5 separate regions of the Sus scrofa genome follow, and regions 1, 2, 3 and 4 are each linked to region 5. Evidence: chromatin contacts called from public HiChIP or PLAC-seq data. All regions are on one chromosome and are shown on one strand. Each heading gives the region's core, a stretch centred on a gene start, on an enhancer-like site or on the middle of the called end of the contact. The rest is flanking DNA. Distances are from core to core; before and after follow the strand shown. Region 1 overlaps LPP (lipoma-preferred partner). Region 2 overlaps LPP (lipoma-preferred partner). Region 3 overlaps LPP (lipoma-preferred partner). Region 4 has its middle 190 kb from the start of BCL6. Region 5 overlaps LPP (lipoma-preferred partner).

Region 1 (5,309 bases), core at 2,771-5,270, 340 kb after region 5:
GGAATAATTGATCATATGTGATATGTTTCTCTGTCTCCTCGGGACTTAATGATATTTGTTTAGAGGTGGTTGGAATAAGATACAGTGGATAAAACATTATTTCAGAAAAGAGACGTGGACTCAGCTGCTTTCTAGCAAGGCAATCTTCACATGTTACATCTTCTTTCAGAGCCTCAGTTTTCATCTATAGAACAGTATTATTAATCCTTTCCCTGGAATCATTTTTGTATAACAATCACATGAGCTAGCATATTTTGTTATCTCTGTGGCTCACAAGTAGCTAACTAACGAAGGAATCTGGGATGGCCTCTAATAGATTCTCTCGCCATTCATGTATTTAACACCTGTTTGCATAGTTGTTTAGCAAATTTGATTTATACTAAATAAGAGTCTGGCAGGCAAGGGGGTATGTTGGGAGCTTCAGGAGAGGCCCAACTAGAACCTAGAAGTGCAACCAGAGTCTTGCTCTCCCAGGATAGCTTCAGATCCTCACTCCATCTTATAGCTTGGCAAAGGTTCTCACTGTCAGGCTTCTTGCATTGCACTGATGTGTAGTGTATTCAGTTTTAATTTTATATTATTTGGTCCATCTTGTGTATTGGATCCTACGTACACACACACATGCACACTTACATGACACATGAAATTTGAGAGCTGGAAAGGATATTGCAATCCTTCTAACTTTTGTCATTAATCCTTATTGTTCTCAATCCATCTCCCTTCCTGCTTCATCTCTTGCCCAGGTGGTTTTCATTTTGCATATAACAGAAATGCATTGATTCTAGATTACTTTGGTTAGGTCTTTTAGGCATGAGAATGTGGGAATAACTGGATGTGGCACAACTCACATATGTGTGCATTTGTGTACATGCTTTTTGTTTTCTGTTCCCAACCTCATTTCTGCCTGTCCTCAGGGTGGGTGAGAATCCTTCTAAGACTACCAACTTTACTCCAACTTTATTTCCTCGGAGAATGCAAGATAGTTGTTCTCTTTTTCATATGCAGAAAGAAAATCTAAGTTCTTTGGTTTAAGGAAGTTAGGGCAACCACCTAAAAATGGAACGATTTAGTAGAGCTTATGTGCTTTGAAGTGTGTAAATGATTTGTGGGTCCATTATCTCATTCTCATGCTCCCCAAACTCCTTAAGAGTAGGTATTTCATCCCATCTTACAGGTGTGGTGATTGTTAAAGAAGTTGTTAAATAGCTAGTAAAGATTAGAACCCAGAGTCAAACCCATTCTCTCTCTTAAAGGCTTCTTTCTTTCAACTATTTTAGGCTCCAATGCTAAACATCACAGCATTTCTTGTCCTTCCCAGCCTGATGGACTTCCAAACATGTGTGTGTATGTGTTCACATTTAAAAAATAATTTTTGTAACAATTTTAGGCCACAGGAAAATCGAGCAGGAAGATCAGAGACTTCTCTCACACCCTCTGCCTCCATACACATATACATACAGCCTATCCCACCATCAACATTCTGCACCAGAATAGTACATGTGTTACAATCAATTGAACATATATTAACACATCATAATCACCCAAGTTCTTGTAAGGGTCACTTTGTTCATTTCTTTGGATATATGTATAATGATATGTTTTAATATGTTTCCACTATTATGGTATCCTACATAACGGTTTTATTGTTAAAAACTTCACTAAAAACCCTTTGCCTATCTACCCCTTCCTTTCTATAACCTCTCACAACCACCCATCTATTTACAGTCTCCATAGTTTTACCTCTTCCCAAATGTTATGTAGTTGGACTCATACATTAGTGTAGCTGGGTTTTTTTGTTTTTTTTTGTTTTTTTCCCTACTCATTAATGTTTCTTCCATGTCTTTTCATAACTTGACCTCTCATTTTATTTTTAGGACTGAAAAACATCCCATTGCCTGGACTTGCTACAGTTTATTTATCCATGTATCTACTGAAGGATATCTTGGTTGCTTCCCAGTTTGGGCAGTTATGAATTAAGGTGCTATAGACATCCATGTGCAGGTTTCTGTGTGGACCTAAGTTTCCAGCTTATGTAGGGAAATACAAAGGAATGTGATTGTTGAATCTTATGGTAAGAATATGTCTATTTTTGTAGGAAACTTTTGAACTGTCTTCCACAGTGGCTACACCATTTGCATTTCTGCAGTAATGAATGAGGTTTCCTGTTGCCCCGTATCCTGAGCAGCATTTGGTGTTGTCAGTGTTTTGGATTTTGGCCATTCTAAAAGATACATAATGTATCTCATTGTTATTTTAATTTACAATGCCCTAGTAACATAAGATGTTTAGCATCTTTTCATGTGTTCATTTTCCATCTACATATCTTTTTTAGTGAGGTGTCTTTTGAGCTTCTTCCGATTTTTTTAATCAGGTCAGTAATTTTCTTATTGTGAATTTTATGAGTTCTTTGGATATTTTGCACAACAGTTTTTTATCAGATAAATATTTTGCAAATCTTTTCTCTCCATTGGTCGCTTGTCTTCTCATCCTCTTGACAAAGATATGTTTTTGCTCCACTGTACCCTCCCTCATCTATAGCATATCTTGAGGTGGATTTAACTTGAAAGTAGCTGATTTTTTCTCGGAGTTCTCTGTATTCCTTTTCTCTTTGATTCACATGATAGAAAGGAGCCTGAGTGGCAATAAGAATATTCTGAGGCTCAGTGAGTGCTTAATCTCTCTGAAGTAAAATTCTTGACTATTGACAAGTTTGAATAAACTTGTAGCACATGATGACATTTCAATGTCTGCTGTTGTTCTCATCAGAAAGAGAGAAGGGAAGAATCATTGGCTGAGTCCTCTGCTTATATGAAACAGTAACAGTATTTAAATAATTGCTCTCAGTTCTTCAGACATACTACTTTTTTATTTTTTTCCTAAACCTTGGGCTCCTCCAGAGGAAGAGATTTATCTCAAAGAAGATAAGGGTGCCCAGTAGTGGTAGGCATTTAAGCAATGTTTCTTGAAGTGAATTGACTAACTTTACTTATTGTAAGATGATATGGCATAGTTGGGCTTCTGCTCACCATCTTTGTCTTAATAGGCTCAGTTGCCCACAAAAGGTTATAAAGATTTGAGGGAGCAGGTGGCTGGCGGGTATACGCACTTCCCTGAATTCTAGTTCTTTCAGTTCCATTTAACTTAATATCCTTCCTGCTGGTAAGGTTATGTAACTGGGGACTGATAGAGAAATTAATATTTCTTTCATTCAGGTTCATTTTTATTCTTAAGAAAAGCATAATAATAATAATAATAATAATAATAATAATAATAATAATAAAAAAAACCCAGCTAATGAGATAACAAATAGAGGAAAATAGCTTTGAAAACTGCACTTATTATTTCAATTTTAAGGTTAATATGGAGTTCCCATAGTGGTGCAGTGGTTAACAAATCCGACTAGGAACCATGAGGTTGTGGGTTTGATCCCTGGCCTTGCTCAGTGGGTTAAGGATCCAGCGTTGCCGTAAGCTGTGGTGTAGGTTGCAGACGAGGCTTGGATCCCCAGCAGCTGTGGCTCTGGCGTAGGTCAGGGTCTACAGCTCCAATTAGACCCCTAGCCTGGGAACCTCCGTGGGAAGCAGCCCTAGAAAAGGAAAAATAAATAAATAAATAAAGGTTAATGTTATTGAAGCTGTTAATAATCTCAAACACCTTATTAAAAACTGAAAGCTGGAGTTCCTGTCGTGGCGCAGCAGAAATGAATCCAACTAGGAACCATAAGGTTGCATGTTCAATCCCTGGCCTCGCTCAGTGGGTTAAGGATCCAGCGTTACCATGAGCTGCGGTGTAGGTCACAGACACGGCTTGGATCCTGCGTTGCTGTGGTTGTGGAGTAGACTGCTAGCTGTATCTCTGATCGGACCCCTAGCCTGAGAACCTCCATATGCCATGGGTGTGGCCCTAAAAAGCAAAAAACAAAACAAAACAAAACCAAAAAACGGAAGCTTACTTACATAAAGAGCTTCCTCTTGACTCTCCCATGCCCACTTTCCTTCTCCATCACCCACAATGCAGACACAAAAGTCAAAGCTATTTAGGGCTGTATGAATCAGCGTACTACCTATATCACATATATCTTTGCACAATGCACAGTTTCCTGAATTTCTCAAAGGCATGTGTCTTTCAAGGATTCTTTAAATATGTAAATAATATCACAAAGTCCCTGATGAATTCCAGACACACTGCATTATTCTGGGTGTCTGAGGGATGCAAAGAAAGGCTCAGATTCCCTGCTGAATTACCCCTTTCGCATGTTTCATTAATAAACATCAGTCAGCTTGCAAGAATGGTATGTTATCTGAATTTAATGAACTTCTGAACTGAACGGAATGCATCTAATTGACAAGGTGTCATCAAATGGAACAGAAGACAGTTTAAGTCCCCTGAAAAACTGTAGGGAAAGGAGAAGCAAGAGAGAAAGAAAAGACCCAGCACAAAGGACAGGGGGTAGAAAGCATCTCTATCTGATCAGGGCCCTGTGTATGGATTTCCCGTTCTTATTTCATGTGCAAGCATCTCAGATCTGGATGATTAAAAGGCTGTAGTGTCTCTGGATGTTAGGCTTCATATTTCCTTTAATTGCAGTATACAAACTACAAAAAGGGGTGGGGAAGAGTCACATTAAACATAATTCACAGTGAAGATTTCAAGATGTTAGATAAATGAAATGTTTCCATGGGAGGCTCTATTTTTCTGCCATCTAAATCCCTTTGCACCTAATAAATTAAAGATAAATTCTTTCAGATAATCTTTCTCTTCTCTTCCCCACCCTACTTTGCCATATTAAGTATGAAGCATGTTGTCCCCTAAAACTGTAGCAAGTAGCATGGATATTACATGCTGTATGTGTACACATGAGAAATAGTACCCACATTTTCAGAACACAATACTATGTCTGTGTTTCCTCATGCAACATGAAAAGCTATCGTCAATGGGAAAAAGCAAAATATTTTCATTTTGTGTCTTTAGGATGATTTTTGGAAGAGTGTAATTGGGGCACATGATTTTGTAAGGTACTATAATGAAATTGGCTCTAGAATTTATACCATTAAATGTTACCTTTTTTGCACACTCATTCTATTGCAATAGCCACCACATGCCATATTTGAAGTGGCAGGGTGGGTAAGCAGGAACATTTTTGTTTTCATGTGCTACCTGACCTGTGAGCCTTTTCAGATCCTTGAGCTAAAAGTGAAGGTCCCTCTCTGAATTCCTATTGCCCTTGATCATACAGCTCTAATGGAAGTTTTAATCTCCCACTTCATATTAACATTATTTGTCTGTGTGTCTTAGCATCCTTCTTAAAT
Region 2 (5,548 bases), core at 493-2,992, 440 kb after region 5:
TATATGCCCAGCCTGGGCACATTAAGGAAATGTTCCATTTTTTTCTTAAACTCTCATATGGTCCAGAAAGGGTTCCTTCAATCCCAACTAAATACTTCCTTTAGGACTTTCTGTGCCTTTTTTGTGCTGCTCTCTCATGATCTCACAGAACTATTAGTATCTACAAGTAGAAATGTAATTCCTTGCTGTTTTTTTTTTTATTTATTAAACATTCCACTATACTTCTGAAATGATAATAGTAGAGTTTATTAGAATGGAATCTAAACTTTTCTATCTGTAAACCCAGTGATCGTGCTATTCTGGAGGTTGCAAAGAAGGGTGACTTTCCTCTCTCACACAAAGCAAGACTGTGGAGAGACTTACTCTCTGAATGAAAGGGGAGAGGGAAAAAGTAGGAACCTTCTCATGTTTTATTCAGATGTTAACAAAGAAAATTGAGAAGTGTGTTTCCTTAAAATTGACACCATTTTTTTTTTATCCCAAACATTCTGGTAAGTGATAGCAGACAATTGTGCAAGATTTTTGAGAGAGGAATTTTTCCAGGAGCATAGTCCTGGTGGGAAATATTACTTAAAAGTAATGCGCTAATCACTTTCAAACTTGCATATTTCCACATACTGTGTGCATACATACAGTTATTAATAACTGTTCCCACGATGTCACTTCAGCACTCAGAGAGCTGTGTTGCTATGCAAGTGCCAGAGATGGAATCCATGCTGACTGCAGTTTAGCAATGAGCATTTTACAGACACGCAAGGGCGAAGATGGCCTGAGGTCTAAGACTCCATGCCTGGGTCTCCTTCTGAGCCCTGATGTAGCATCATGTGTCAAATATTCATGGCATCCATCTGCCCACTCTACTGAGAAGATAAATGGCACTGCCAGCATTGCCAAGAAGCTTAGATCCTCAAAATCTATCCACTCACATCCAGTACCGCATTCCATCTTGTGACTTTTGCATAGGAATTCCTTAGAATGTGATCTCTGGATTCAAGCTCCAGATACATAAATATTTTCTACTCAGTTGTGCACATTATTTGTATTAATATTCATAGAAATTTATTTTACAGTGATATATCTTATGGAATTCCTTACATTTATTGTTGTTTATAATTTTATTTATATAAAATATATGTAACACTTTGAGTAACCTAGTTGCTCCCCAGTAACACTTTGAGTCACCTCATTGCTTGCCCAAATTTTCTCTAACACACACACACACACACACACACACACACACACACACACACACACTGGTAGAACTAGGACTAGAATCCAATTTTTCTCACCACAAATCTGCTACTTATTCCACTCAAGTGTTTTTTTATTCTTTAAAAGAATAATAATATGTTATTTATTATTATTAACAAACCTGCAAATGAATATTGAATGTAACTCCAGTTTACAAAACAAATCAGTTCAGACCAGCTATGGTCAAACAGAAACCAGAGCCTGGCCTTCACCGATCCCAAGATTCTTCTGCAAAACCTAGTACTCTACATCCTGCTGCCATATTTTCCATTTTTAGAACATACAGATGTACAAATCCAAAGTATACCAGGTGTTTCAGACAGAAACAGAGTGGTTGTGCTGGTTCGAAGGATAATGGAGTTATCCTTGCTCTGGAATCATGTAGGAGTCATCTATGTGGGCTGCAGATTCCCACACAATACTTCCATTTACAATGAAACGTTACCTTATGTGGAGGGAGAAATTCTTTATGCTCAGGCAACAGCGCCTACTAGTGGAATGAAACTAATATTTGAAGTAGAAAGTGGAGAATGCTTTTGTGCAGCTGAAAGTGTGCTGTACTGAGAGCTTAAAGGCCTTAATTGAGGTGTCATTTCTGCTGTTAGCTTCCTGTAGGATCTTAATCAAGGCACTGCCTCTATCTGAGCCTTTGTGTTTTCCTCTCTAAAAGAAATTAGACGGGATGTTTTCTAAGTTTTCACATGCTCTTACATTTTAGGACTTTTAAAAGTCCTAAAATATGTTATGGGCATTTCAGCACCAAGTAGAAAAATCAAAACCCAGGAAGACTGATTGGCTTCCCTGGGACATAGTATCAAGCAAGAAGATCATCATCTCTGGGTCCAGCACCATGCATACAGGAAATGTGGTCCAGTTCAAAGATCTCTAGACATGGGGTCAAATGAACTGAACTTGATTTCCAACTTCTCCATTATCTACCTCTCAAGTCATGCACAAGGTTATTCCTAGGTTAACACATTTTCTAAAAGAGGATAATTGTCTTACGTGGCTTTTAGTTATTGTTAAGATTCAAATGAGAACATGGAAACGAAGTTTTATGTGAACTTGCAGGATTACTCAGTTTTCATCTATTAGAAATTTAAAAGAACTAATGTTATAATTTTCATTCTGCGCTTTTGGCAGTATCAGATGGGAAAACACATTTACTATTATAAGGCAACGTTAAATATAAGGTGCACTTGTTACTATTATAAGGAGAAGACTGTGGATTTGAAATACAATTCAGGAAAACCCAGTGTTAGGGTTGCTCTTAAATAACCAGAATATGTTTGGAGATTTCCCAGCAATAAAACTAAAAGCAACTGGGCAAATTTAAAGTTTTTTCAACTTTAAGTGGAGACTGAGGGAAACAGAAGTTCCCATGAGAGTTACCAAAGAGCACATTTTAATCATATGTCAAAAATCACCACAGTAGCAGTTACTAGTACTAGTAAACATTGTTTTTCCTGTTAACAGATCCATCATGAAACAAATTTTAAATATAGAAGAATAGATTAAAAATTAATAGCCAGATTATGAAAATGTCTATGTGTAAAAATTAACTCGAAATCTTGCTTTAGCCAAAACAGATACTAATATTCCTATTAGGGATGTTGTAAGGTTTGTGCAAGTTTCCTGTCAGGCCGGATGTTTTTTAAGGATTTTGGAATTCTAAAGTTAGAGGACAGGTTAAGTGGGCTTTAAGGCTGGACTGCCTGGCCCCTAATTGCAGCTTCAATAGTTAACTCTGTGGTCTTGGGCAAGTTACCTAATCTGCAGGCTGCCATTTCTTTAGCTATGATGAAGATAATGAGAGGACCTACGTCATCAGATTGTTGGAAGGATTACTTGAGGTAATATATTTAAATACTTAAAACAGTGCTTCGCAGATAATAAGTGCTGAATAAATCCTGATTATCATTGCTCTGGGGTCTACAAATTGTTTCAGGATCAGGATTGAATTTTCAGCACTGAATTCTATTAGTACCCATTGGTGAAAATAAATCTTACATAACTGCTTCAACGACACAGCTGCCTCTTTCCCTCACACTGACCACAATCTTTTCTTTTTTTTTTTTTTTTTTTTTTGCTTTTTACGGCAGCACCTGAGGCATATGGAGGTTCCCAGGCTAGGGGTCTAATCACAGCTACCTACAGTTGCCAGCCTACACCACAGCCACAGCAACGCCAGATCCAAGCCATGTCTGCGAACTACACTGAAGCTCACAACAACGCCAGATCCTTAACCCACCGAGTGAGGCCAGGGATCGAACTCACAACCTCATGATTCCTAGTTGGATTTGTTTCCGCTGCGCCCCGATGGGAACTCCCCTGACCACAATCTTTAGAGGAGGGTCCGGAGCGTACATGTCTGGTCCTAAATAAAATAAGCTCTTCATTTTCACGTTGTCTTCTACCTCCTATAGTTGGAGGGAGAAAGAAGCAGGACCTGCTGGTTCTAGTGCTATTGTATCATTGCTCCTAATGATGACTGTTCCTATCATTGTCCTTTGTGGCCAGGGCTTCAAGGCAGTCATCATCATGGATTTTTTACAGAGACTGGAAAAAAAAGGTTACCACTGTGCACAGGACTCAATGCAAAATAGAGACTCAGTAAGTATGTTTGTTGAGGGGTTTAAAAAATAATTGGATAGATGACTCAACTACTTGTTTTGAAAACAAGGGACTTTAGGCTCAGAAAATTCAGGAAATTTGTCCAGGCTTCCATAGCTCATGAGTAATACTGGCTCTCAGTTCTGTCTGATTGCCTGATATCATCTAATATGTAATTTTATTCAAAGAGCACCATGTGTTATATCCCAAACTGCAAAGCAATGTTGTTTTTTCTGCTTTTGTTGCTGTTGTCTGATTTTTGGTTATGTTTGTGCTGTTCTTCCTAAGAAGTTTAGTTTAGTGAAGGTTAGGAGCAGGGTGTATGGTGCCCGACTCACTCCCTCTGTCAGCCAAATAAAGTACAATTTCCTGGTCCTTGGGGCCAGGACTTCTGGTCCCAAACATCACTGCTTTCTAAGAGTACTCTAGGACAGATAAACACATAAACACATGGTTCCCAGCCCCACTGCACATTAGCATCTGGATTTCAGGGCCCCACCTGAGAGAAAGTAAATCAGAATCTGCTAGTGGAACATGGTCTTCAGTATTATTTTAAAAGCTTTCCTGGTGGGAAGCCAGAGTTTGAGGCTCAACATTTTAAGCTCTTCTCTGAAGGACCCTTACCTGTACTTATTTTCCCACCTATAGCCAATCCTGACACTTGACTGAGCTCTCCTGAGACCAAGGGGGTTAGAGAAGTAATGTTGCACTGGCTCTTCTTTCTCTGGGAGTGGGAATGGGCTCCACTCCTCAGCAATGCTGAAAACATCACAGTTATGATTGAATAATGAAGTGTATTTATAGACAACCTGGTGCTGATTAAGAAGATAGGCTTTAAGAGTTCCCATTGTGGTGCAGTGGAAACAAATCTGACTAGGAACCATGAGGTTGCGGGTTCAATCCCTGGCCTTGCTCAGAGGGTTAAGGATCTGGCATTGCCGTGAGCTGTGGTGTAGGTCACAGATGCAGCTCGGATCTGGCGTTGCTGTGGCTGTGGTGTTGGCCAGTGGCTACAGCTCCGATTAGACCCCTAGCCTGGGAACCTCCATATGCTGCAGGTGCGGTCCTAAAAAGAGAAAAAAAGAGAAAAAAGAAGAAGAAGAAGAGGATAGGCTTTAGAAGTCTGACCTGATTCCAATCCCAGCTCTAAGATGTTGGCCAAGTGACTTAACCTCAAAATTCTTATCTATCTAGTAAGGATAGATAAGAGTTGATGGGATTAAATTAGAGTCTACAAGTAGCATGCTTAGGGCAATGTCTGGCACAGAGGAAAAAATTCAGTAATTTTCTTTTATGATTTTGTTATGCATCTTCACAATGCAGTATATATTTAAATCAGTGAAACATACTTGCTTTTGCACCCCTATGTGAGATTCCCCTTCTAGCTTACCTCCTTACCTGAAGGTTTACCTGAAGCAAATACATATCTATAAATAAACCACCTCGTGGTTAGACTTCATAATGAATTTTTTTACACTAGGTCACTCAGTTCTCATTCCATCTCATCAGTTTTGTTGCCGAGGCTTTTGTCCACCCATTCCCAAATCATTCTCTATGACAGTTTCAGGGGTATTTTCATTTTGTTTTTTTGTAACTTAGCCTAATTTCTTACTAAAATGCTTCTTATTTATTTGGTCTGTTTCCTATGTTTACCACTGGTTGTAGTGCTGTCGTAGTCATTGCT
Region 3 (5,835 bases), core at 2,803-5,302, 390 kb after region 5:
CATGCCACTTCCAAAAAGAAAATCATTTTTGTTAATGGTTTGTAAGGTATCTCTCCTGGTAATTGTAACTGTCACTTAGTTGATGTTTAATATTTTACAGAGCTTCTTCATATAAATTAGATATTATCATCTCCCAATTTATAGATGAGAAAATCAATAATAGAGAAACAAAAACCCTTGGGGAACTGAAACGGAACCCTAGACATTAGGCACAGGAAGAAGCATGCTCTAAGCCAGGGCACTCTGGAGGCTACCCTGACACAAGGGGACTGGAAGGGGTGGGTGTAGAGAGAAGCCACTTTCTCTCAGCTCAGCCTACATCACCATAATGCCCTGGTGTGCAAGCACCATGACCTCTTAGTGGACACCCAGCACTTTCCCCTGGCTTCGGGGACATCCAGCAACTCCACCAGGCTGTCATTCACATTTATCTGTCCTTGGCTATGACTCCAGATTTGTCCTAAGTCAGGTGATTTAGAGATACCAATGCATGGCATGATAAAAGGAATATGAAAAAGAGGTTATGAGAAAACCAAGTTTTTGAAAGTTGAAGACTAACTGGAATGGATTTCCAAGCTAAAATCAAACTTTTGAAGTTGAACTCCCTGGGTGGTCTTTTTTGTGTTCCTCCCATTCATTCTTCAAGAAAAGGGGCTTCAAGAATGGAAGAGCCAAGTGCATGCCTTTCTGCTTCCATGAAGCTGTGAGGAATGTTCTGTGGGGGGATGTTTCATTGTAAATAAGTGGTTCTCCTCTTGCCCTTCTCTTCTCTGTATGACCCAGTGCTTTAAACCTGAAGCAGTGGTGAGTGTCCAGCAGATCTTCTGCTCTTGGCCTGAAGGAGTGCTGTTTCCACTAAACAGCGAGATATTGAGCATAGAGTGTGATAATTCAGTGAGTCAGAAAGTAGAAGCAGCCGCAGGAAATTGCAAACTGCAAACTTGACACAGTTAAATAGGGGGAGAAAAAGAACGAAAATATCAGAAATATATTTTTTTTCTGGCAGGCTTTCAGCTCCAAAATGGGGCTAATTCTACCTTTTGAAAGAAGATAATTTCAATGTTTCTTTTTTCAAGAACACATAATTGAAGTTATTTTCCCTCTGAGAGAAGGAACCTCTTGTACATCATTGCAAATGGACAAGAAAAATGAGCAGCTCTGGTACCCAGAGTGATAGAGTATTCATTATCATGTAATCTCTCTGAATATCTTGGCTGCTTTTTCCTGGTGTTGTATCTGCCTGGGTGGTGCTTTTCTGGTAAGGTTCAGATTTGCACTAAGTTCAAGATACCTAGCACTGTATAACTAGGAAATCAACAGCAGGTAAAGACTCAGGGAGAAGAATGACCCATGCTGAGGTCAGTATCAAAGTAACTCACAGGCTGATGTAATGACAGTTTGAGTAGCCATTTTACAAAATGGTTCCTTAGTGAATATATTTAAATAGTTAAATTGGTGGTAATAAAGATTCAAGGTGGTGAGTGTTCTCCTATGGGTCTTTGCCATTTCCACCTTAGTGCAGGCTGTTTACCACACTTCCTTTGTCTCTTAGGAGGGACGGGATTCTGCTTTCTGTGCCCAAGGAGGGATGGTGGTAGGAGAGGGTGGTTAACCTTTGTACGTTCTTGAATTCATGCCCTACATGTAGTGAAAGTTCAGTAGGCTGCAGAAACCCTGTGACCTGCCAGCTGCTTACTCAGATTCAGAATGCTGAATGAAGTTCTAGATTGTCTCAAGGGGTGCTGACAAGTGGTTTAAATCCTCCTGTAAATGGAAATATCTGTAATAATGAGGTTTCCACTTACTCAGTGTGTGTCTGTTTTTATAAACTACAAAGTATCCATAAATATGAAATCTGTGATTTCACTATAAAAATCTCTAATGATATGTGCCTTGCATTCTATGGGTACAAAAATATGATAGAGTAGAATCAAAGGAATCTTTGAAAATACCGTATTACACATAAAGATACTGAGGCCCAGGAAATATAAATGATTTGATCAAAATAGCTGGACAAGTTAAAGGCAGAACAAAGATTAGAGAGATAAGTAAATCTTTTGTACTTAATGGGTTCTGGTGTAAGAAAGTGCAAAACACTTCAAATACCATGAAGTGTTATATAAATGTGATGGATACTGTTATTTGTGTTATTCTTAATCTGGCAGAGTTTTCTTGCTCACCAAGCAGATTCTGTCCATGTGTATTCTGTCTGCAGAAACAGTCTTTATTTTTGCACTGTCTCACCCATAACCTTTACCAGGAGCCTAGATCCAAATTTGGCTTTGGTATTCATATTAAGCTTTCCCTGGAATTATAAGCAGCTGGGCCCCTAGCAAGAAAAGAATGATGACAGAGAAAATCCTGTTATAGATTCTTGGTCATTTTCTGTTTCCTGACACTTTTAAGCCAGGGGGGGGGGAATGATTTTTTCATAATCTGAGGGAAAAAATCTTTATTGTAGAAAAAGGAAACTGTGGAAGAATACAAAGAATATAAACCACTGTCCTATCCCTTTCAATCATTAACTTTTGAGCCTATTCCCATCCAGTCTCCCTTTTGGAGCAGCTGGAAGCAGGCCAGCCTAGGCAGTGCATGGCTCATCTCCACAAGTCAGCTCCTTCCTTCCTATGTCATATCTAATCACAAAGGAGAATGGAAAATACAGTCTAGCTGTGTGCTCAGAGGAAGGGGAAACAAATTATGGTGAGTAGTTAGCAAATTCACATTGTAAATATCAGAGTTCTTTTAAAGCATATTAGCAGTTAAATTACTCGGAAATGCTATAATGTCTGGTTGCATCTTTAAAAACATCATTGACTTTAGTGTTTAAGATGTTTGCCAGCAGGCATATTTCAGGAGCATGACTTTAGTAGTAGTCCACCATTTTTAAATTTCCCAATGATTCTCTATTGCCCGAAACAGTTTGGTTTTTTTTTTTTTTTTTTTGTCTTTCTGCTATTTCTTTGGGCCGCTCCCGTGGCATATGGAGGTTCCCAGGCTAGGGGTCGACTCAGAGCTGTAGCCACTGGCCTACACCAGAGCCACAGCAACGCGGGATCCGAGTCGCGTCTGTGACCTACACCACAGCTCACGGCAACGCCGGATCGTTAACCCTCTGAGCAAGGGCAGGGACCGAACTCGCAACCTCATGGTTCCTAGTCGGATTCGTTAACCACTGCGCCACGACGGGAACTCCCCGAAACAGTTTTGACCACAGTCCATTTCTCTAGCCTCATCTTACCTCTGTTCCTCTTCTATTTCTTAACATTTTTGCTAATATATATGTTGCTTTATACATACTATTCTTGGAATATCTTTACCTTTTTATTCTCTCTCTCTTTTTTCCTTCCTTCCTCCCTCCCTCCCTTCCTTCCTTCCTTTCTCTCATCTGGTGAAATCTAGTTTGTTCTTTAATATGAAACCAAGTGGTCACCTCCTTTCTGGCAACCTTCTCCCATCTCAGAACACTGAATTAATACCTGTGTTTCTGTACTTACAGTTTATCATAGTTATCTATTTTCTCGTCTTTTTCTTCCTAAACCGAGTTGTCAAAGGCAGGAATCCTGAATAATTTGACTTTAGAATGATGGTGTTTAGCACTTGGCATTTCCTTTTGGAAAGGTATGTTAAGAGAATTTTGAAGGAGTTCTCTGAAACTTATTTCTCAATAACTCATCTGCAGGTCATATAATGTTTGACTGACTTAGGAGGTTCAGGCAGTTCAAAGGATACACATATTACTGAATAAAATTGATACTTATAAGAATGTCTCTTTCTTAGAAAAGTCTAGAGGCTGTATTTCTATTTGTTTAATAGTTTTTTGTTTCAGTATTTAGCAGTAAGCCTCCACTCTGAGAACATCTTTGTATATTAGAGAATACAATCAGTAGCTTAAAATCCAAATGACTACAGAATAATAGAGTTAAAAGGGCTTGGAGACAACATCTTAGGACCCCGGAGAGCACCGAAGTGGAGCAGAAACACGCCCAACTCAGCATACCAGGTCTCGACCAGGGCTTTGCCGTCTCTCAGGCTGGTGCTTTCCACAAGGTTGCTCAATAATCTTCTCCGAGCCTCAATTTCCTCATCCATAAAACAGGATTACATCTCACACAGGGCTGTTGTACAGACATTTAAAATTATATGTATGTGAAAGCAGGCACTTTGGAAAGCTTCACACAGATACAAGGAATCATTATTATGCCATGATGAAAAAGCCAATGATACTCTTCATAATTCCACTTTTGAAGAAATAAAAATAATATAACATCCCGTGCCAGCCCTCCCTGACCCCTGCTTACAAATTTTCAACTTGTGTTCTATCGCCTATACACAATTTTTGAAGTTGTTTATTAAAAAATGAATTGGACGCAGTTATTATTTTTTCTTGGGATATGTTGAGTCCTAAGCACTCCTGGGAGAGAGAAATTGAAAGGGGTCTCTTCATCCAACTGAGGAAATTACTAAATTACTACTTACGGAATTTGAACCCTGAAAAAAGTCCTGGGCTACATCTTCCTGGGTGTGAAAGACAACCAGAAAGCACTTGTGTTTTTACCACTGTCTCTTCCACAGATGTTAAGTATTACCCACTGGAAGCTGGAGGCGAGGAGAGTTCTATAGCCAAAAAAGGTCCGGAAACACTGGACGAGATGATCTCTCAGGGTCTCGGGGTCTTTATTCATTAAAAAATGCTCACAATCCAAGATCAGTTTTATATGAGTTTAGAATCTAAAAGAAACAAGCCTTTCCAAATGTGTTATTTTAGAGACAGTACTACCAGCAAATAGGAAGGAGCATTTGTAGAATCAAAGGAGTGATATACATATTTTTCTTAAAATCTGTATAATACTGACAGGTAAGTACTTTGAAATTTCTGCTTGAAAGTAGAATGCCAAAGGTAGAATGTGAATTGCTGGCTTTGATTTACAGGCAACGGACTTGACTTTCTAGGTTGCCTTTATTTATACTAAAAGGGAAGAAAGCAGATATTAGGGCCAAAGAATGATAAATAATATCTATTCCCTGAAGGTTCATCCTAAAACTGGAAGCAGGAATTATCAGATTTTTCTTTACTAGTGTTGATTTAAATTAAAACAGCCAACACCATGAATGTTAAAGGTAATATTTCATACTTTTTTTTAGCACTTTTTCTATGGAAAGCAAGGTTTTTTTGAATAAAATGCATGTAATTTGGAATCAGGTGATACCGAATTTCTGGCTCAAGTTCTGTCTTAATCACAAACTTTTAAAAAAAAAGGTGTAGGTAATTTTCCCATCTCATCTTCAATGTTGACCTGGAATAGTACCCTCTCTTAGAGGCAGGTTAGGGAATCCAGAGTCCCATTTTCACTATGGTTTGAAAGTAGTTAAGCTCTATATAGCATGAAATGCAAGTCATCTCATTTTAATTCTTCCAGACTGTGGGGTAGCATTGTCAAATCCATTCTATAGAAGAGGATCTGAAGTTCTGAAAGGTTCACAAGTTCACCTAAGTTAAATCTCTACCTCCAACCATAATGCCAGGGCCACAGTGTGTATCCCTTCACTGCCTCTAGCCACAATAATTTTATGTTGTTATGTATTTCTGTAAAATTTTCCTTAAAGTGGATAGCACATGAACAGTATTAAGCTTAATATTAGCAAATCATCCCTGCAGTGTTCATTTGTATAAACACTCCCACCAATATAGTGTACTTTTTATAAGTAATTGTCTATGTTTCTCTCTTTCTCATCCCTGCTAGAATCCAGTCTCTCAAAGGCAACGACTGTGAATACATCTTTGTGCACCTCCCAGGGTACACAAAATAGACACTGTAAGAATGTGCAGATAAA
Region 4 (5,536 bases), core at 2,642-5,141, 330 kb before region 5:
CAACAGCCCCGTCTCCTGCGCCCTCATATGGAGTTCCGGTCAAAAGGTGAAACCTGGACCAGAACTTTAGCACAGGATGGGAAGGAAGTGGCAGGGGTGGTGAAATGAAGCCCTCAGGTGGCTTCATCTAGTGAACTGACCCGGGACTCAGCTTCATCACATCTCTCCCTTACTGGGAGGTCAAGCGAGGACCAAACTGACAGAGGCTGGGCAGAGAAGGGAGTCAGGAGGAACCCCTCATTTGGGCCCAAGGAACCAACCCAGCAGTGTCACCAGCACCAGCCCTGGGAGTCCCTGGCAGAGAAAATCAGACCTGAGAATGCAAAGGCACTGCTTTACTCTACCCATGTGCCTTGGGGCCACTTTCTCTCTCTGAGCCTCAGTTTTGTTGTCTATAAAATAGCAATCATGACACCCACTTCATCTGCCCCCTGCTGAGCTGTTTGTAAAGTTAGAGTAAGGTGAGTACAGACCCAGTTTGAATATGTAAAACACAGGGTTATTAATAATTGCATTCAGGAGTTCCCGTTGTGGCGCAGCGGAAATGAATCCAACTAGGAACCATGAGGTTGTGGCTTTGATCTCTGCCTTCAATCAGTGGGTTAAGGATCTGGCATTGCCATGAGCTGTCGTATAGGCCAGCAGCTATAGCTCCAATTAAACCCCTAGCCTGGGAACCCCCATGTGCAGCGAGTGCAGCCCTAAAGAGCAAAAAAAAAAAAAAAAAAAAAAAAATCATTCAACTCATAACCCACACATCAGGATAAGTGGACGTGGTGAGAAGGAAACAGAGATGCCAGAGTCCTGTTGTGGCTCAGTGGGTTACAAGCCCAGCTAGTATCTGTAAGGATGTTGAGTTAGTATCCGTAAGAATGTGGATTTGATCCCTGGCCTCACTCAGTGGGTTAAGGATCCAGGATTGCAATGAGCTATGGTGTAGACTGCAGACTTGGCTTGGATACCAAGTTGCAGTGGCCATGGGGTAGGTCGGCAGCTGCAGTTCCGATTCGACCCCTAGCCTGGGACCTTCCATGGGCTACAGGAGTGGTGGAAAGAAAGGAAGGGAGGGAGGGAGGGAGGGGAGAAGGAAGAAAGGAAAGGAGGGAGGAGAGAGGGAGGGAGGAAGAGAGTTGCCTAGAGAGCAGAGGCTGCGGAGGCTCCTAGTTTCCATGTAGATCGAAGGGGGTTGGCCCTGTGAAGCATCTAGTCCAGTCTCCTCATTGGATGGATGAGAAACTGAGGTCCAAAGAGAGGAATAAACAGTCAGTGGTCACAAAGTGAGTCAGAGGACAAACTCAGTTCTTGAGGATTCCAAGTCAGTCCTTTTTCCACCCCATATCCCTGCTTCTCAAACTGAAGCCCAGAACGGAGATCACTGCCCCTGAGGCTAGTCTTACTTAACTCTTGAATCACTGGGGAATAGTTATATGATTGGAACCAAGAGCTTACTGTGGGCTGGATCAGATTCCATTAAAAAAAAATAATAATAATTGCGCTTGGAATCCTGGATAACCAGCTCCTAAGATCCAGAGCATTCAGGACCTGGAAAGAATGTCTCATTTTCAAACTGGGGATTACTATCACCCTTCCTTCTTCTTCCTCAAGCATTCCTGAGCTCCAGGATAGGAGAAGAAAGGACAATTCTAGGAGGTAATAGCAGGCAAGTACTGGGAGTGTAGGAGGTGCTTACACTCCAATAAACATTTTACATGTACTTCATCTTATTGCATTTTCCTAATGAGCCTAGGTGGTAAAGAATCTCAGAATCTCCCTTTTCAGATGAAAACAAACCAGCCAACCCTGGGACTCAGATAAATCAAGTATCTTGAGTCACAAGCTAGTATCTAAGGTGTCTCTAAGACTTTTTCATTAGGAAGTGGCAGCTTCTGTTCCAAATCTCTTTCGATTTGGGCTCCTGCAAAGCATCAAGACTGTTGAGTGGCAAGCTCCCTTCACCCACAAAAGTCTATGAAATAGTCTGTCTCTGCTTCAGCCACTAGCTTGTGTGTTTTTGTCTTCTGATTCATTCATTATTACACAAGTGTTTTTCTGAGGACCGAACTGTGCTAAGGACTGAGGGGACTCAAACACGCCTTGATTCCCTGATTTTGAAAGCTGGAGAAGGTGGGGGGTGGGGGAGGCACACTGTCAGAAGACTCCAGTGAAGTGTCATGCCAGCAGAGAGAGGCACAGCTGTGTGTCTAGGGGTGTCGAGGTATGAGAGTAGGAAAAGGAACATGTGCAAACAACTCAAGGGCCATATGTTTGGGGAAGACCAGCAGGGGTGGGTGGTCTGGACTGAGGGGAAAACGCAGGATAAGAAGAGGCCAAAGTTCAAGCCAGAAATCTGGGGCCGGTGTATGAAAGACTCTGAGGCTGTGCTAATGTGCTAGTTTCTTCCCCCAGTCAGCCCAGTTGGAGGTGGTGCCTTGGATAATTTTGCAGAGCCTCGGCTTCCCCTGCTGTGAGACGGAAGCCATGGATGTTGCCCGTGAGGGACCCGAGGGAAGGTGGGGCAGGGGGAGCGGTGGCAGAACGTGCTGCGCAGCTCCAGGGGAGTATGTGAAGGGGATGCGAATCACAGATATTTATAATTGCAGCAAACTGAGACTGCGGGCCACCAAGCACTTCCTCTGGAAATCCTGAAAATCTGCCGCCATGGGGCTGTGCCCAGATCCCAGCTGGAGGTAGACTTCTCTCTTCTCAGCTCCTGCCAGGCTGGTCTTCTTACAACAAACTCTAGATCCTTCCTTAATTCTACCTAGGAGGATAGGAGACAGCTCCCCACCCTCCTGCCCTCCCTTTTAAAGAACCCCCACACCAAGCCCTAAACTCCCAGGTCACGGCAAGCTCCCTTTTAGTCCTCAGTGCCTCATCAGGCAGTCCTGTCAAGACCAGACCCCAGAGCTGAGAAGCAGCTTGGGAAATATAATCCAATTTCCACTAGTCACCTAACATGGCCCCTCATTTATGGATCCAGCCGACGCCAGGCTTGTGCTGGGCATCTGGGGAGCTAATGGAAAGGCTGGGCAGGGGCTGACCTCAGAAGGAGAGAGGGAAAAAGACCAGCCGCAGAATTTCCTCTTCTACCAAAGAATGGGAAAGATCACATTGATTCCCACCTTTTCTTCTTTCTTTAAATACAAATGGAGCTTCTTTTTCAAATGTTATCTTTTAAGGGACCCCATCTATACAACTGGAAAGCACCTATCCCTCAGGTACTTCACAGGGATCCTATAACCGTGCTTCTCAAACTTTAATGCACGTGTGAATCCACAGTGGATCTGGTTAAAAGGCAGATTCAGATCTAGAGGTCTGTGGTGGGATCAGACGTCTGTATTTCTATCAAGCTCCTGGTTGCTGTCAATGCTGGTGGTCCATGGACCACATTTTAAATAGCAACCATTTAGAGCTCTAAGGATTATTGTTTGAAAACCATTCCTCTTTAGGATTGAGAGCTAGTGGGTCTCCCCACTCCCCATCCCTGAATAAATCAAACCAAGTCTCCTGGATTAGTGTCTCCTTCTCTGCTTGAAGTCAGCTTCAGCAGTTAACTCCACACCAAAGTCCTCGGATCACCTCCTTACCTCCTTCTGGCTGGAGGTATCTGTCACCTCCACAAGGCAGGCTGGGAAAATTCCTGAGAGGCTTGGCCACGAGGAAGAGCTTTAAGGTGTGGCCTTCACTCTAACAGGAAAAGTACAAAAAGTTCAGGTTAATCTTCTTCACAGACAGACAGACTAACAGACAGAGAGAAAGATCAAGCCACCGTTCCCACTGGCTTTGAAAAGGATAGCACCTTGTCCCTGTCCTCCCCTCACCCCAGCTGATGAATGATGGGAGTCATTCCCCCTCACACTCTGCCTTCCAGGCCCATCCCCTTCAGGACTGAGATGCTCCCACTGAGGTCAAAGGTATTTTTAGCTCTGTTCGTGTGGGCCCATGCTTGGCCAGTACCCCCTGGACATTCATCTTGGATTCCACAAATGCCAGGTCTCCTAATCCAGGAGGCACAGAGGCAACAGGGGAATCTGAATGCACTGGAAAATGCAAGACATGGCCTTTTGAGGATTTTGTCCACATGCCATGTCTGATAAAGCAACAGTAACACCTAATGCTCAGAAAATGCTTCAGCATTCAGAGTACTTCCACTGGCCTGGCCTCATTTCATCTGCCCAAGAGGCTCATGAGAAAGACAAGACAAAAGAGCTATTCTTACTCTACTTAATGGAAGAGCCAAGTGACTAGCAGGGCAGAGCTAGTAAGTGGCAAACTTGGGTTTTCTGCTTCCAAGTCCAAGCCCAGTACTCTTTCCCATATTCCTGGGAAACCCAGTCTTTTGCTTTTTCTTTAGCTTTGTTTTGGTTTTTGGTTAAACCCTGCAAGAAGTTTAACCTTCTCCAACAGAACTTCATGTTAAAAGCCGGGATCATCCATGCTTTTAAGAAATGGAAGACTAGATATAAGGAAGAAAGAGGCAGTAGATATCAATGGTCCAAGAGGAAGGAGAGGATACACTCAAAATAAGGTGACCAAAGAGAGATTAATTTAAGTATAATTCATAAAGGTTGAGCCAAGGTCAAGGAAAACCAAGAGACAGGGAGGCACCCTGAGGCTAACAATAACCTGGAGCTGTTACTGGTCCTTGGGATGAAAGGGCAAAAGGAGAGATTACCAGAATGTAGCAGAAAAGTAGGCAGTGCTGGGGAGCTGGCAGGGGGCTGCCCAGCTGGAACTGTGGCTTCTGACACTTTGGATGCACCCAACCATTGCCAAGCTACAGCAGGCAGGTAGGGGGCTAGGAAGGAGCCATCCTCACATCTCCTTCTCCCACCCTCCCACCACCTAATCGGTGCCAGGCTGAATCCAACCAGAAGGCAGAGGGCAGGGGAACCTACTGGTCTTCACAAAGGTCAACCTCTTGGAGGTGGGAAACAAGAAGGAAGGAGTGTGAATGTTGCAGGTGAGACAGAAAATGCCCGGCCCAGATTTGCTGGCACCTGCCAGGGGCAGGAAGTTGGTTGAGGGAGGCACAGTCCAGAGTCTGAGGGGGTAGGATTTGAGGGGGGAGTCATAGCCCCCTCTCAGAGTAAAAGACACCCCAGAGCCTAGCTGCAGCTCTCCAAGAACGAATCTGGCCCTGGTCTCAGGGGAGCACAAGAAAAACCAGATCAAGAGCTCCCGAGAGACATCACTAACCCCACAGAAGGGTTGGCCATCCTGGAGCCTGGGTTTAAATCCCAGTTCCTTCATTTTTCTCTGGGTGACTCCAGACCATTCATTTAATCTCTCTGAGTCTCTGCGTCCCTGTCTGTGAAATGAGTATAATAATAACAACCCCTGGGCTGCCTGTCTCAGGACTGGCCAGCATTCCACAAACTGGGGAGAATGCTGTGGATTCCAAGTGGCCTCAACTACCTAAATCTCATGTACTCTCTGCAAAACATGCTCCCAGTACCAGATTTGAGGAAGGTTAAAGCCAAGGGAGCTCTAGACTCACCTCATCAGCCTTCTCTCATCTGATAAGAAGACACTG
Region 5 (5,622 bases), core at 1,856-4,355:
ATGTCTTCTTAAGATGCTGGTGACATTCTCAGTGAGATTAGGGCAGGATGTGCCATCTCCTTTCCTAGCTCTCAAGTTCTCAGAGGATCAACCTTCCTTCTATCAGGATTTGCCTTTGAAGAGGAGGAAGTGGTTTACATGATGACCTCTGAATTTCTGACTTTGGTTATGAACCTCCTGTCCAAGGAAGGTGGACAAGCCAAGGTGTCTGTTTATGAAACTGAGTGAAATTCCAGCCTTGCTTTGTGACCCTGACCCTTAGGAACACTTCAGGTTCAGGCTGCACTCACATGCTGTTCTCTAGAAACCCATCTTCCATATCATCATTATTGGGATCTGAACTCAGTTGCTGCTTGTGAAACACCTTTTCTTGATTGGCAGTGCAGATTCTGCATGTACTGCTGAATGTTGCTTCCAGTGACTCATGCATAGGAAAAAACTCTTTGTGTTTAACATGCCATAGACAGAAACCTTAGGTGGAAAGAAGATGTGTGATGAAGAGGAAAGAGAAAAAGAGCAAGGCCAGGACTCCTGGTTCCAGTCCTAAATGTGCCAGAGACATATTGTGTATCATGTGGCCTTAGTTTCTTGATCTATAAAATAAGACACTAATAATTACCAGGAAAGGTTCTTTTTTTTTTGGTCTTTTCTAGGGCTGCACCCATGGCATATGGAGGTTCCCAGGCTAGGGGTCTAATCGGAGCTATAGCTGCCGGCCTGTGCCACAGCCACAGCAACGCCAGATCCGAGCTGTGTCTGCAACCTACGCCACAGCTCATGGCAATGCCAGATCGTTAACCTGCTGAGCGCTGCCAGGGATTGAACCTACAACCTCCTGGTTCCTAGTCAGATGTGTTAACTATTGAGCCACGATGGGAACTCCTAATTACTAGGAAAGATTCTTATGTAAGTAAACTGGGATTACTTAGGTTAAGCATCTGGCAGAGCACCGGACACTGTTCAACAACAGAGCATCTCAATGAAGTTGTAGAGACTCACTTATGAGCCTGGGCTCTAGTACCATTTGAAATTGGATGATTTCTATAACTTCAGTGTGACTAGGTTACTAAACCTCTCTGAGTCCCAGCCTAAATGGATTTTATTTGGGATTAAATATATCTTGCCTACTAAGTTGGAAAGATTAGAGAACCTTTGTTAAAGACCTAGCACAGTGGTGTTTCTCAGCTTCTGGCCCTGGGTTGACCCTCCCCACTGCCCCAGCTTCTGTGGAGTGATGAGATGGACTCTCTGGGGTGATGTGCCACACAGGTGCTGATGGAAATTTCCCTCAGAGTCAAGGTGCTTTCCTGTCTCCTGGGCAGAAAACATTCTTCTCTGGAAACCTGACCTATAAAGTTGATTTAGTTATGGAGAGGCTGATTTTAGGAGGATACAAACCAGAGTATGTATGGAAAAGTGCAGCCAGTCTGGTGGAGGTTGTTTTAAGAACTTTCATGTGAAGAGCTGTTGAAGAGCTGGCAAGAAAGATGGACTTTGGGTGCCAGGAGAAGGTTGAGATGGTGATGGAGAGATGAGGAAGTGCTTGTCCAGGGTGGAAGTGACCAGGCCTAACACAGGAGAGTAGCAGGTGAGGATGGAAGGGTGGGGCTTAGCAGAAGGAAGATGGGGATTAGGAGGCCCAAGGAAGAGGTGGAGGGTTCAGATCAGAGTACTGGGTGCAGAGACACCACAGAACAATGAGGGTGTAGTTGTGGGGCTTCCAGAATAAGGACAGGAGCTTTCTGTTGTCACCATCCTACTAGGGAGAAGAAGGAATGGTCCTAGATGTTTTTATATGTGTGTGTGCATGAGTATGTATTAGTAATAGGACCAAAGAGGTTGGGGACTTACCCAAGGCCATGCAGCTAGGAAACATCTTTCATTTGCTTAAAGTGCTAAGTTTGGTAATGACTATGAGTGACAGAAATGGGCAGGAGGAGTGTGTAGGGAAAGGGCCTGGGCCCCATTTCCTGCTCCCTCCCAGGCAGGTAGTGAGTAGGAGTTTTAAGTTTCACTGTTTGATAGCATCACCTCCTCTGCTTTCCCAGAAATTATTCCTCGAAGTATGACTCGAATCGTTACTCTGCTGGGAGATGTCTCAGTTCAGAGCTGACTTTCTGCTATGGTTGTTTACTAGAAAAATGGTGGCCCTGGCAGTTCAGAGGTGGCATAATGAAGTGAAAGAACAGGGGGCCTGGATCTGAGAGTTGGCCCTGCTCTCAGAGGCAAATGAGATTGGGTGAGTGAATACACATCTTAGTGCCTGGCTTTTTCCTCTGTAAATTGGAGGATGATGATTCCTACTTGATGAATTTGTTGTGACGATGCTTTGCGAATTGCAGTGTTGGTCCTGGTACAGTAAAGTGTCTGGACTTGGATTTTGTTTCTGTGTGTATGCAGCAGAGGGGGAGGTGGTGAGTTGGTCAGCTCTCATGGCTGGTGCAGGTCTCTACTAGTAAGGTTAGACCCGCATTTTCTTCTTTTGGAGGTGGCATGTCTTGAAATATTGTGATTACTGCCTGCTTGGCTCTACCCTGCCTTGGCCTGATCACTCGTCTAGCATTTCCCCTTTAACCCCAGCTATGGGCTGAGAATCTCCTAGCTCTTGTGTTACTTGGGTGGATTTCTGAACTTCTGGGCCTTTATTTCTTCATCAGCAAAGTGGGGAAAATAATCAGCTCAGCTGCTGTTTGTATTGTGAGGATTTGCTGAAGAAAGAGATGTGAAAACCCACTGTAAGTTGTATTGAACCTTGGTATTTTTGGAGCCCATTTTCTTTCTTTTCTCCCTTCTGCTAATAGCCAGGGGCTATCTTTGGCCTTCAAAAAATGAAGCTGTACAGAGTAAGAAACGGGAGCTTTAAAGGAAGGTGACTCTCCAAGGCTCCAGAGTGAATTGGCGTCCTGGATCTGTGCCCAGTTTTGTCACAACATGTCAGATTCCTCCCTTCTGTGCAAGCCTGTTTTGTCCATGCCTATGACTTTCCCTGGGGGGAAATAGAAACTTCTGGACAGGGTGTCAGCTCTTTGAAGCCTTGAAGGTGGTGGGAGAAGTCTGTGGAGTGGCTGCTGCGGCTGTTGAGGTTCCTGTTCACTGCCCCTGGTGTCCAGCAGTGACTAGTAACTTGGGTATTTCGGTTTGGGGTGAGTCACCAGGCCCATGAGCCAGAGGACCTGTGTGTGCTTGGCAGCAGGCTGGGATTAATCCGAAGGCAACACTGCTCGTCCTGACCCCAGGACCCGCATACTCTGGCTGGATGAGGAAGTCCTCTCTGATCCTCAGTCACCTTAGCTACATATGGAAGCTTCTGGAGAAAAGATTTTTCTCCTTTCCTGCTTTATGGGGTTCATGTGGAAATCAAAGGACAGAAGGGATTTTTAATAAATAATATTTCAATATTCAGGTAACATTAGTTTCTGCTTCTTAAGACAGGCAGCTGATTTCTCTTCTTTGCTCCCTGCCAGAATTAATGTATTGATACCAAAAAAGAAAACCAGGTAAAGTCCTGAGGATGGTTGGTTAACAATCCAGTGTTTTTTATTTTTGTATTTGGTGTCTGAGGTCTCTGAATTTAAGCCTGCACTATGTCAAATATGTCTTGGGGGTACAAAGTAAGAAGGGACCATGTAAATGTAAATCAAAGCACAAGTTCAAGATCTCAGGTTTTCCTGACATGTCTATCTTGTTTTACAATATTCCATTCTTCACAGACACTGGGGCTCTGGCTCCTGTGGAGACACTTCTTACAGAGACGTAATCTTTTGGCTCACAAGGTCTATATGTGGGAAACTGAGTCCCAACAAGGCCTCGCATGGAGGAAATGGCAAAAACAGAGATGAGAAGCCAGCTCTTGGGATCCTCAGTTCCCTGTTCATTCTGACACATCACTCTTCCCTCCTGTCAGGTGAAGAGAGAAGCCAGATGGTTTGACAAATGGTTCTTGTTGCTGTCAAATCTGGCTTCTCTTTCTGCTCAGAAAGACAGTTCTTACCTTCCCTTTTTTCGGGGGATTAGGAGGGGTGGCGGAGAGGGAGGGAGGTGTATGGAGGATGAAAAACATTTTACTGCCTGGTTCTGTGGCAGAGATGACCAACAAGCTCTCGTTTCTTTGTCAAGTAGTGAAGCTGAGGCGATGAGGCATCGTCACCTTGAATTTAGAGCACACAGAGGCCTAGAAATGGCAGGCTGTATTAGGAGACAAACATTGATTTTGTATATATTCATCTGAAAAAAAAAAAGTTTAAGATGCCATATCCATAAATACTAATAAGGCTGTCTGATTCCAATTTTCAGGTGAGATTAGCATTTTATTGAGTATTTTATCTGTCAGATTCAATACTCAATGTACCATCCTCCCAGGCTTATTAGCATAATTGCTGTGCTTAAGCAACAATAAAAAATTCAGCAGTAAAATAGCAGTTAGTGCAGGCAATTTGTTATCAAAAGCTTTTACTTAAGGACAGCTCCAGCCTGCATTTATTAGCAAGTTAGGGTTATAATTTATTTTTATTTGGAAAAACAAAAGGGGGGGAAGATTTTTGCTTTTTTTGTTTTGGAAATAATAGAGAAATTAAAAGGCATTGCCTCTCTGGGAAATTGTCTACATCCGTTCTTCTTGTGCCCAGAGCAGGCTGGGATGGGAATGGATTCCGCTTGTGAGGTACAGTGGCTCAGACGAAAAGTCACTCTCCTCAGCATTGGAATAAGTGGGTAGTAAACGCCCATTTATGTTAGTACAGGTGTTTCCAAAACACTTTTTGTATCCCTTTTGTTGCTTAAATCTCAGACTAGTCCTGTGAGGGCTCCCTTTGGAGCATTGGAGACAGAGTTGGAATGGTTTTTTGTAGATGGGGCAGTTGGGGGTACTCTTACAGCTGTTTTTCCTTTGAAGTCCTGGTTGAAGCAATTCTGCCATATGAATTTTCTGTTTATATCAAGTGTCCTCCATTTCTTGTATTTATAATCTATCTCTCTCTGTCTCTTTTCTCTTTCTGCCCCCACCCCGCTCCGGCTCTCTCTTGCTCACTAGTTCAACTGACTCAGGAAAGCCCTGTGATGATCATCTGTGAGGAACTCAGTGCAAAAATAGATGATTTTATAAATAATGTGGTAGTTTTTATAGAGAAGACAGATAATATTTTAAAAGGTGGAGGTTGGGAAGTCATTTTTCTTTGTTTCTTAGGAAATGTATCAGAAGTAAGAACACTAAATTGAAGCTTTTGAGTATGTTTTAGGCTTCAATTATGAGTAATAATTTTCACATTGAAGGTAACGTTTTGGGTGAAAATGGACAACTGAAGCTCCCAAGTTTTCAGAGAAGTTATCTTAGCATCTTAGGATTTCTTTCCTCAGTAAGTTCGGAGAAAGATTATATGAGCATTGACTCTGAATATCTCTAATGTGCAAGGTATGTGCTGGCCATTGTGGGGTTTAGGGATCAGATCAGAAAGGGCTGTGAGACTCAAGATGTGTTTAGACTATTAGAGAGGAAATTCATAACAAAACAGCTTTTTTTTTTTTTTTGCAAGTACGATTCTTTATGACCCCCTCTCTTTTTAAAAATTAAAGCATGATTTATAATGTGCCAATTACTGCTATGTAGCAATGTGACTCTGTCAATAT

The links. HiChIP or PLAC-seq counts read pairs in DNA pulled down with a chosen protein or histone mark.
Region 1: a contact with region 5 is called in an H3K27ac HiChIP or PLAC-seq map of alveolar macrophages. The contact joins two enhancer-like sites. A contact is called at or near these places in 1 of 47 Hi-C or Micro-C datasets (embryonic fibroblasts) and 1 of 2 datasets of contacts at active chromatin or transcription factors (alveolar macrophages).
Region 2: a contact with region 5 is called in an H3K27ac HiChIP or PLAC-seq map of alveolar macrophages. The contact joins two enhancer-like sites. A contact is called at or near these places in 2 of 47 Hi-C or Micro-C datasets (embryonic fibroblasts and fibroblasts) and 2 of 2 datasets of contacts at active chromatin or transcription factors (alveolar macrophages and skeletal muscle).
Region 3: a contact with region 5 is called in an H3K27ac HiChIP or PLAC-seq map of alveolar macrophages. The contact joins two enhancer-like sites. A contact is called at or near these places in 1 of 47 Hi-C or Micro-C datasets (embryonic fibroblasts) and 1 of 2 datasets of contacts at active chromatin or transcription factors (alveolar macrophages).
Region 4: an H3K27ac HiChIP or PLAC-seq map of skeletal muscle shows a contact between it and region 5. The contact joins two enhancer-like sites.

What each region holds. Positions count from the first base shown.
Region 1 is chr13:126,249,856-126,255,164 of Sscrofa11.1, forward strand. The region is part of intron 6 of LPP (lipoma-preferred partner); the gene reads left to right. Among named protein-coding and RNA genes, the nearest start is that of MIR28, 30 kb to the right of the region's middle. Within about 2 kb of position 4,021, at least 1 of the 83 cell types and tissues checked has an H3K27ac peak or open chromatin away from gene starts, as enhancers often do. A contact at or near this core is called in alveolar macrophages, where this site is marked.
Region 2 is chr13:126,346,304-126,351,851 of Sscrofa11.1, forward strand. The region is part of intron 7 of LPP (lipoma-preferred partner); the gene reads left to right. Among named protein-coding and RNA genes, the nearest start is that of MIR28, 67 kb to the left of the region's middle. Within about 2 kb of position 1,743, at least 4 of the 83 cell types and tissues checked have an H3K27ac peak or open chromatin away from gene starts, as enhancers often do. A contact at or near this core is called in alveolar macrophages, where this site is marked.
Region 3 is chr13:126,292,034-126,297,868 of Sscrofa11.1, forward strand. The region is part of intron 6 of LPP (lipoma-preferred partner); the gene reads left to right. Among named protein-coding and RNA genes, the nearest start is that of MIR28, 13 kb to the left of the region's middle. Within about 2 kb of position 4,053, at least 1 of the 83 cell types and tissues checked has an H3K27ac peak or open chromatin away from gene starts, as enhancers often do. A contact at or near this core is called in alveolar macrophages, where this site is marked.
Region 4 is chr13:125,576,575-125,582,110 of Sscrofa11.1, forward strand. No RefSeq gene overlaps it. Among named protein-coding and RNA genes, the nearest start is that of BCL6, 190 kb to the left of the region's middle. Within about 2 kb of position 3,892, at least 3 of the 83 cell types and tissues checked have an H3K27ac peak or open chromatin away from gene starts, as enhancers often do. A contact at or near this core is called in skeletal muscle, where this site is marked.
Region 5 is chr13:125,906,481-125,912,102 of Sscrofa11.1, forward strand. The region is part of intron 2 of LPP (lipoma-preferred partner); the gene reads left to right. Among named protein-coding and RNA genes, the nearest start is that of LPP, 130 kb to the left of the region's middle. Within about 2 kb of position 3,106, at least 21 of the 83 cell types and tissues checked have an H3K27ac peak or open chromatin away from gene starts, as enhancers often do. A contact at or near this core is called in alveolar macrophages and skeletal muscle, where this site is marked.